2 separate regions of the Sus scrofa genome follow, and region 1 is linked to region 2. The links are chromatin contacts, called in public Hi-C maps. All regions are on one chromosome and are shown on one strand. Each heading gives the region's core, a stretch centred on a gene start, on an enhancer-like site or on the middle of the called end of the contact. The rest is flanking DNA. Distances are from core to core; before and after follow the strand shown.

Region 1 (4,235 bases), core at 220-2,719, 79 kb before region 2:
TTAACTGGCTTCCAGCTAAGTTTGGCCAATGGGAGGCAGCAGAAGGAGATTGGAGGGTGGGAGGAAGAAAGAAACCAGGTTGCGTCTCCTTGTTTCAGGTCAGGCCTCTAGAAATGGTTCAGTGTCCTCTTGAGATTATACCTCTGCTGGGCCTCCCTGACTTACGACCTCTGGTAACATGACCTCCTCCCTGGATCGCTTTGGCTCCAGCAGGGTGAATAATTTACTGCTCTTGCTAATGCCTGGATTACCTCACCCTGTTTCCTCATTATCCACTCAAGCCCCTTTGTAACCTGTGCTCCATATTATATTTTCTCTATTGATCCTGGTGTGGACTGGTTTTTTTTTGGGGGGGGAGGGGAGTAGCTACTGATACAGTCTATAAGCCTATTTCCTCACATGTGTAAAGAAGATAACAATAGCAATGGTGTTATTCTGTCATGGAGATTAATTAATGTCTATAAAGTACATGACACATAGCAAGTGCTCCGTCAACATTAGCTGACAATATTCTTTCCAATTTCTTTAGCTTAAATCTCTTTGGTACAGAGCTACCAAATTCTGTCTTTAATGAGAGAGAAAACATTTCAAATAAGACATGGTTGGAGTTCCCTCGTGGCCTAGGAGTTAACAATCTGGCGTTGTCCCTACTGTGGCATGAGTTCAGTCCCTGGCCCAGGAATTTCCTCATGCCACAAGCGTGGCCAGAAAAAATGGTTATACATATACTTTGTAAATGTAGTTATTGCAGCCATTAACCCTTATGTGGTTGTAATGTGGTTGTAAAAAGTAATTTAGTTTGTTTGCCCACATTAATAAACTGTTTGAAAACCCCACATGGACAGCAAGTTGCGTCTTCGGAGGCATCACTAACATCCCTCAACTATCTAGTGACCATCTAGGAAAAGCAAATCAGCAAATTGCAGTAATATTGCATTCCCATTCTCAGCTTCATCATGTGTGCATTTGGCTGGCTGCTTTGCTCACAAAACAGGATATTCATACACAAAAACATTGGATGACCCAGCAGGGCGATTAACTGTAATGGTGTCTATATCCCATGCCCTTATTTTAATTTTTGCAATTTTTAAGAATAGGTTTAGAATGTTTAAGTTTGCACTTAACAATGTTAAGTCTGCACTCCTTGGCTCACCAATTTGCTTGTAAAGTCACACCCCTTCTCCGAGCCTGCCAATTATATATCCATTCCCTACAGGACAGATCCTTTTGGATGATGTACAAGCATCTAAAACTTAATTTGTTCAGAATGGATCTTTCTATTTCCCCCGAGAACCTGGTTCTCCTGCTCAGTTCTCTCCATCTCAGTAAATGACACCATAATTCACCCAGTTTCTAAATTAGCCAGAACCCATTGAGCCCATGGATATGCTTGATGCTATCCCTTTTCTCACTTCCTACATCCAACCGACCAGCAGGGTGTGCTGAGTCTTCACAGAGTGGCCACTTCACTTCATCTGCACGGCCACTGTGAGCAAAGCCACCAGCACCTCTTGCTTGGGCTGAGACCACACACTCCTCACTGGGCTCCTCACATGCTTCTCCCTCAGTCCTTTCTCTGCATAGTAACCAAAGTCATCTTTTAGGAATGTAGATCTGACATTAGCCACCTGCTACAAACTCCTCATTGGCTTTTCATTACAACTAGAATAAGATAACCTGTTTCTTTCCAAGACTTACAAGGCCCCACATAATCCAAATCCTGTCTAATTTTCCAATCTCCTCTCTTATCACCGCCTCACTCTGTTCATGCTGCTTAGATATTCTGGCTTCTGGAAGCTCCTGGAACTCACCTGGCCCCATCCCTGCACAGGGTCTTTTCATTTGTTGATCTCCCTGCCTAAAATATTTGCCCCCTGACTCTGCCATGGCAATCTCCTTTTAGACCTTCAGGTAAATGCTGCCTCCACAAAGAGGCCTTACCTGGTCACCCTTCCTAAAGCAAGCCACTTGCCATTCCCCATAGGAACCCTTTTCTTCTTTCAAACCACTAATGTTAACTTTAAGCTTCTGGTCTATCCTGTTGTCCATTGCATTGCTAGCCCATAGCAGAGTCCCCAGGGCATAGTAGGTACTCAGTGAATACGTGATTGAATAATTGAGTGACTGTAAAACATCAGATCTCACATGTGAGAAGCCACAGTGTGCTAGGTAAGATGATGGGAGGGTTGGAGTCTGGAACTCTCTAGCTCAATCACTTATAATCTAAATTTGTGATGCCCTCAAAAAACTGAATTAATTTTTATGTCTTTTCTCATATTAACCATAGGTTGATACTGCATTTCTAGTCACTTGATTAAAAAGAAAATGAATTATAAGTAGCATGAAACCCAAGTACAGGAAAATTGATCACTTTCAGGGAATTAACTTCTGCTGAAGAGTCAAAAGCCGTCTGACCTTGCTACAATGAGTCTTCACAAGAGGACTCGAACATATTACTGAATGAGAAAAGTGGTTATTCCATTTTCCTCCTAGGGCATTTCCACCACACTAGAGGGGGCTGTTGTACTGAGTTTGCTTACTTAATGTTCAAAATAAAATTTTTATATAGACTTGACATGGCTTTCCTTGAACTTAAGATCAGAAACATATAGAATAATGATTCACACCCTTAAATGGGAAAACCAAATTTCTCTTTGGAGGGATCACTGGTCTTCATAGTCAATGGGACTGAGTGTCCAATACCTACCAAATCCTCAGGATTCAGAGGAAGTAATTGTCACAGCCCAAATCAGACATGTGTAATCAAGGATTCCTTTGGAAAGGTTGGATATTTTGTTGTATTAAAATGTCCGAAGATCCACTGAGTTATATTAGTTGTGCTTATTCTATGCTTTATTCTTTCATGGTCAAGAAATGAGCTTTTTTTTTTTTTTCTATCTTTGTGTTGTATCAACATCTAGGAAATGATAAGCCAAACTCTAGGTTTAGCCAAACTCCTGATCGAGACCCAGTGAAATTGTGTACTTATGGAATTGTGTATCTAGTTATAATTAGAGAGAGAGAAAGAAAATTTTAGAGGATGAGGGACATAGCATTTTAAGGGCATCTTTTTCCTTTTCATCTGTTTTGAAAAACCTAATTCTTTGATAGTCTACAAGGCATTTACCTATTTATTTAGAGACCAGCAGAGCCTCCCTGTGACAGCCCACAGAATGCTAGGAAAAGTAATGGTGGAATAGGACTCTGTGTGTTGGGGACAGGGCTCAGCAGGATTCTCAAGTCTGGGAGAAAATGACAGGTCATCTCGGGTCCAAGCAATGAAGCGGTCTGCCCAAGGTCACACGGTTAGGATTCCAGGTCAGTACTCTGACTTAGTCCACATCTCCTTGGCACATAAGCCCATCCATCTTAAGGACTATGGGGTTATTCATCATTGTGAGCAATACATGATACCAAGCAATTTTGTTCCTATGTTGCAAATAAAAAAGAAATGAAGAAGGGGGAGGGAGTGGGATGGATTGGGAATCTGGGATTAATAGATGCAAACTATTGCATTTGGAATGGATAAGCAATGAGGTCCTGATGTATAGCCCAGGGAACTTTATCTAGTCACTTGTGATGGAGCATGATGGAGGATAATGTGAGAAAAAGAATGTATGTGTATATGTGTGACTGGGTCACTTTGCTGTAGAGTAAAAATTGACAGAACACTGTAAACCAACTATGATGGAAAAAATAAAAATCATTATAAAAAAAGAAATGAAGAAAGTTTTTTAAAAGACGTGGGTACTAGAAGTTAATTATAGCACAGCTAGAAATAGAATTCAGAGGCCCTGACCCTATGTTCTGGCTGTAGCCATTAAAAAACACTCCTTCTCAGAAAAAGCAAAACATCAGATATGTGTGAGAATTATAAAGGTATTTTTCCACATGCAGATTTTCACGTTTTATTTTATGTGTTAGCTATGTCTCATCCTATGATAAGCATCAATTAATAGAGTAAAGGAAAAACTCCTATGTGAGAGATAAAGGTGGGGGTGGGGTGGGGGGGCTCTGTTCCTCTTCCTTCACCCACTGCGGACACACAGAGGCCCTGGTGGAGGCTGTGACGTCGCCTCTCTTTCCTCTCCCCCCAGGACTGCTCTACGTTGGCTTCAGTGCCTGCATGTTTGGTCTCTACAGTTTCATGCCAGTGGTCATAAAGAAAACCAGTGCCACTTCGGTCAACCTCTCCCTGCTCACCGCAGATCTGTACAGCTTGTTCTGCGGATTGT
Region 2 (3,964 bases), core at 1,360-3,859:
GCATATGAAGTTTCCCAGGCTAGGGGTTGAATCAGAGCCACAGCTGCCAGCCTTCGCCACAGCTGCAGCAATGCCAGATCCCAGCTGCGTCTGCAACATACGCCGTAGCTCATGGCAAATCCAAATCCTTAACCCACTGAGAGAGGCCAGGGATCGTACCCACATCCTCATGGATACTAGTTGTGTTCTTAACCCAATGAGCCAGAACAGGAACTCCTCACTCCAATCTTTAAATTCACACTTTCTTTTTATTTACACAGATCTGAAAATGCTATAAGATCTGAAATGCTTAGATCTTGAAGGTACCACTGAAACAGGTTTGACCAATCCCTGTGAGGGCACAGAACATTTCTATCACCCCAGAGAGTTCCTCTGTGCCCCATCCCTCCCAGTCACCCAGTCACCCCTACCACAGGCAACTGCTGATCTGACTTTTATCATCATGAGTTCATTTTGCTGGAATTCCTGTTACATGGAATCACACCGCATACACTCTTCTGAGCATACAGCATACACAACGCAGCCTCACATTTTCCTCTTTCATTCAGCATAATATTGGGGGGATTTGTCTAGGTTGTCGCCTGTACCAGAAGCTCATCTCTTTGTATAGCTGAGTAATATCCCCTGGTATGAATGTACCACTATTTGCTTATCCATTCTCCTCTTGAAGGACATCTGGGCTATTTCCAGTCTTTGTCTATTATAAATAAAGCTGCTAGGAACATTCCTATACAAGGCTTTTGGTGGACATCAGTGTTCATTTTTCTTAGATAAATACCTAGGAGGAGAATTGTTGGGTCATAGGGTAGAGGTGTGTTGACTTTTTAAGAAACTGCCAAATAGTTGTGGTTTTTTTTTGTTGTTTTTTTTTTTTGGTTTTGGTTTTTGTTTTTTTTTTTTTTTGAAGTGATTATACCTTTTAAAACCCACTCAGACTGCACTGTGAAATTATTAGGCCGTTGGCAATCCAGAGGTCCTCCATTAGAGGCCAGACATAAAGAAGTGCTTATAGTATAAAGTACAATAAGCCAGAGAGCTCAGAGAGGAGCTCCGATGCCCAGGGCCCCACACCAGCCCTGCTCCTTTGTCCCTCTGGCACTTGGGAAAAGAGGGCTCGATGGCCAGAGGGAAGTCACTGTGCCCTTAGGTCAGCTAGTGCTTAATCTTTTCCACCATGTGCTTCCTTAATACGCAGAAAACTAGAAGCCAACATTCTGCTTTGTGTGGAGTTTCCTGGCCCGTGCTCTCAGGCAGATAAGGAAGGGCACATGCCTGGGGCTATTTCAGGCTCTCAGATTGATGCAGGAGCCTGTCCCTCAGAGAAAATGGGGCAGCGACTCCTGTGTCATGCGTATGTTTGAGCTTCCGGGAGGAAGGTTTAATCTTAGGATGGATTCCCCTCATTAATAACCACTTTCTTCGACAGATGGATAAAGGTGGTATCCTTTGTGGGGAGGGCGGGGGACTCTTTAGGAATTTGTTTCCCGTCCAGATTGAATAGTTTTTCCTGGTCAAGGCCTAGGAGAACATAAGCCTACGGCTCAGAGACCTCTCCGGTTACCAACGTTCGGTCAGGGACACTCTAACATCTTTCAGAACTTCCCAGTGAGACCTTGGATGGCTAAAGCATTCCTGGGAGTGTTCCCCTTTCTGCTGTGTGAGGGAAGGGTCCAGCCAGGTGGCCTCAATGACTAGGGTGCAAGTCCACCCAGAGCCAAGGGAGGATGCACCAGTGCCACAAACACGCCAGGCCCCCCAGACCTGGAGTCCACTTCCACTGGGGCCTTTTCAGCCTCTCTAAGCCCCCAGCCACCGTAAGACTGAGTTTCCCAAGAGCCAGAGTCCTCTGGAACCACAGACCCCCTAGGACTTTCGTGATGCAGAAACAAGTACCAGGTTGACCTGAGGACAGTTCAGTTTCTCATAGCGTCCTCTGCTTGACCCTGGGTTTCCCAACCTTCTTGGAGCTGGAGAAGACCCTAAGACTTTGCAGGTCTGGGTCCACGCTTCTAGGACTAGTTTAGGTTCCAGACAACCCCTCGAAGTGGCCACATTGGCTGGGAATGAGGTTTTCCTGCATGGTTGTGGTTAGATCTCCTGTCAGTGACAAATTTGTGGTTGACACCACCTGGAATCTTCTGACTGATTAGGTCTCTGGCCACAGGTGCCTATTGAATCCCACAGCTCTGGCCAGGAGTCTCCTGGGTCTTTGGGGTCAGACATAATGGCGTGATCATATATCCCATTGTGCAGACCTCGGCGCAGTTACTCAATCCGGTTGTTAAACTCTTTTTTACTCCCACCCTGGGCTTTTTGTAACAAGGTTAACCTTAAAATAGGACAGATTCTGCTTTCAAAATGCACCTTTAGGAAGCCTCTGAAAACAGGATAAATGTTACCTTTTCTTGCTAAGGCATATTTGTTCCATCCTCTGAGCACCCAAACTTAATAGATCAGGAAAAAACCCAGGTGCTGTTCTGGTTTGCTATAAGTAGTTATCACATGCTATTTAAAGAGTGTGTGGAAGGATTTCTTGGCTCCTATTGAGTCCTGGAATTCTGTTTCCAACGGGCTTTCAGCAGCCTTGGCTCTGAGTCATCTGCCGGGTGACCAGACCCTGGGATCCTGTATCATGTGCTTCTCAGATAATGAGGTCAGATGTGCCAGATCCGCTGGGAGCCTGATAACTGGCTTATTAACATCCCTAAATGAAAACACTTTTGATTAAACCTCACATCTCTGCCTGTCCCCCCTCCCATCTAAAATTAGAGCTGGTATTTTGATAACCATGCCCTTGCTTGAACTTTAGGATGGTTCGAGGATAGGGAAAATCATGATGTCCCCAGGCTTTTATCGCCAAGCTCAAGGGGTTTTCTGGGTCACAAAGCCTTAGACTTTAATTCAAGCCTTGCTGGTCTTTTTTTCCTATGGAGCACACTTAGATATATTTTTTAAGCCTACAAGGTATGAGAGGAAGCACAAGGCTTAGATTCAGGAATCTTGTGCTTGGTGTTTGGAATGCCAAGCTTCTGCTCCTAAACCAGATATGGAAACAAACAGAAGTATCTTTACATCCCTGTGCTTCAGTTTCTCATCCATAAAAAGGAAAGAGTGCCACTTCCTCAACTAGTATAAGGATCACCAAGGATACTAAATGGAGATTCCCCCCCCCTTTTTTTGTCTTTTTGTCTTTTCTAAGACCACACTCATGGCACATGGATGTTCCCAGGCTAGGGGTCTAATCGGAGCTGTAGCCACCGGCCTACGCCAGAGCTGCAGCAACATGGGATCCAAGCCACATCTGTGACCTACACCACAGCTCTTGGCAACGCCAGGATCCTTAACCCACTGAGCGAGGCCAGGGATCGAACCCACAAGCAACCTCATGGTGCTTAGTCGGATTGGTTAACCACCGGGCCACGATGGGAACTCCAAGATTGCTTTGTTTGAACATTGTAATTGCCAAAGTCAATTTGTCCTATGTTAATTTCAGTGTTCAAGCCATCACATGTTTTAGGAGAATCTGGAACTAATCTTTAAAGTAACCCTGGACCCAGGAAATGAAGATGTTCCAGAGAGGACAGATAGCCCTAGAACTCCGTGAAAAGTGAGGAGAATAAGGCCAAATGTCAGACTCATGGAAAACAGGACAAGTGGAATGAGACTGGACAGGAGATGTCCCTACAATGGCGAGATCTTGGTCACGTGGGAGAACAGAAACAAGGATGTCTGGGTTCTCCCACCACAGAATAGAGTGTTCAGGGTTAAAGTGAATGTCCAAAGGGAAAAGCTAGACATGGGGAAGGCTCTTCTGAAGACGCCGAAAAAATTCAGGTGAAAGATGCCTGGCTTTTGGATAAGGATTTGGGCGTAGGTTGCAGGAGAAGATAAGAAAAGTAGGGTAGAAAAGTAAAGAACAAATCTGAACAAAGACTCTATAGACAGAGAAATAAAAGGAGGCAGA

What was found. A called contact is a pair of places that touch in the nucleus more often than the background predicts.
Region 1: a Hi-C map of skeletal muscle shows a contact between it and region 2, with 3 times the contacts expected there. The contact joins two enhancer-like sites. A contact is called at or near these places in 6 of 47 Hi-C or Micro-C datasets (embryonic fibroblasts, fetal heart ventricle, heart right ventricle and 2 more) and 1 of 2 datasets of contacts at active chromatin or transcription factors (skeletal muscle).

Annotation. Positions count from the first base shown.
Region 1 is chr1:43,684,050-43,688,284 of Sscrofa11.1, reverse strand. SLC35F1 (solute carrier family 35 member F1) reads left to right here. Exons shown (of 8, transcript XM_021089044.1): 7 at 4,098-4,235. Among named protein-coding and RNA genes, the nearest start is that of PLN, 230 kb to the right of the region's middle. Within about 2 kb of position 1,469, at least 3 of the 83 cell types and tissues checked have an H3K27ac peak or open chromatin away from gene starts, as enhancers often do.
Region 2 is chr1:43,606,851-43,610,814 of Sscrofa11.1, reverse strand. No RefSeq gene overlaps it. Among named protein-coding and RNA genes, the nearest start is that of PLN, 150 kb to the right of the region's middle. Within about 2 kb of position 2,609, at least 17 of the 83 cell types and tissues checked have an H3K27ac peak or open chromatin away from gene starts, as enhancers often do.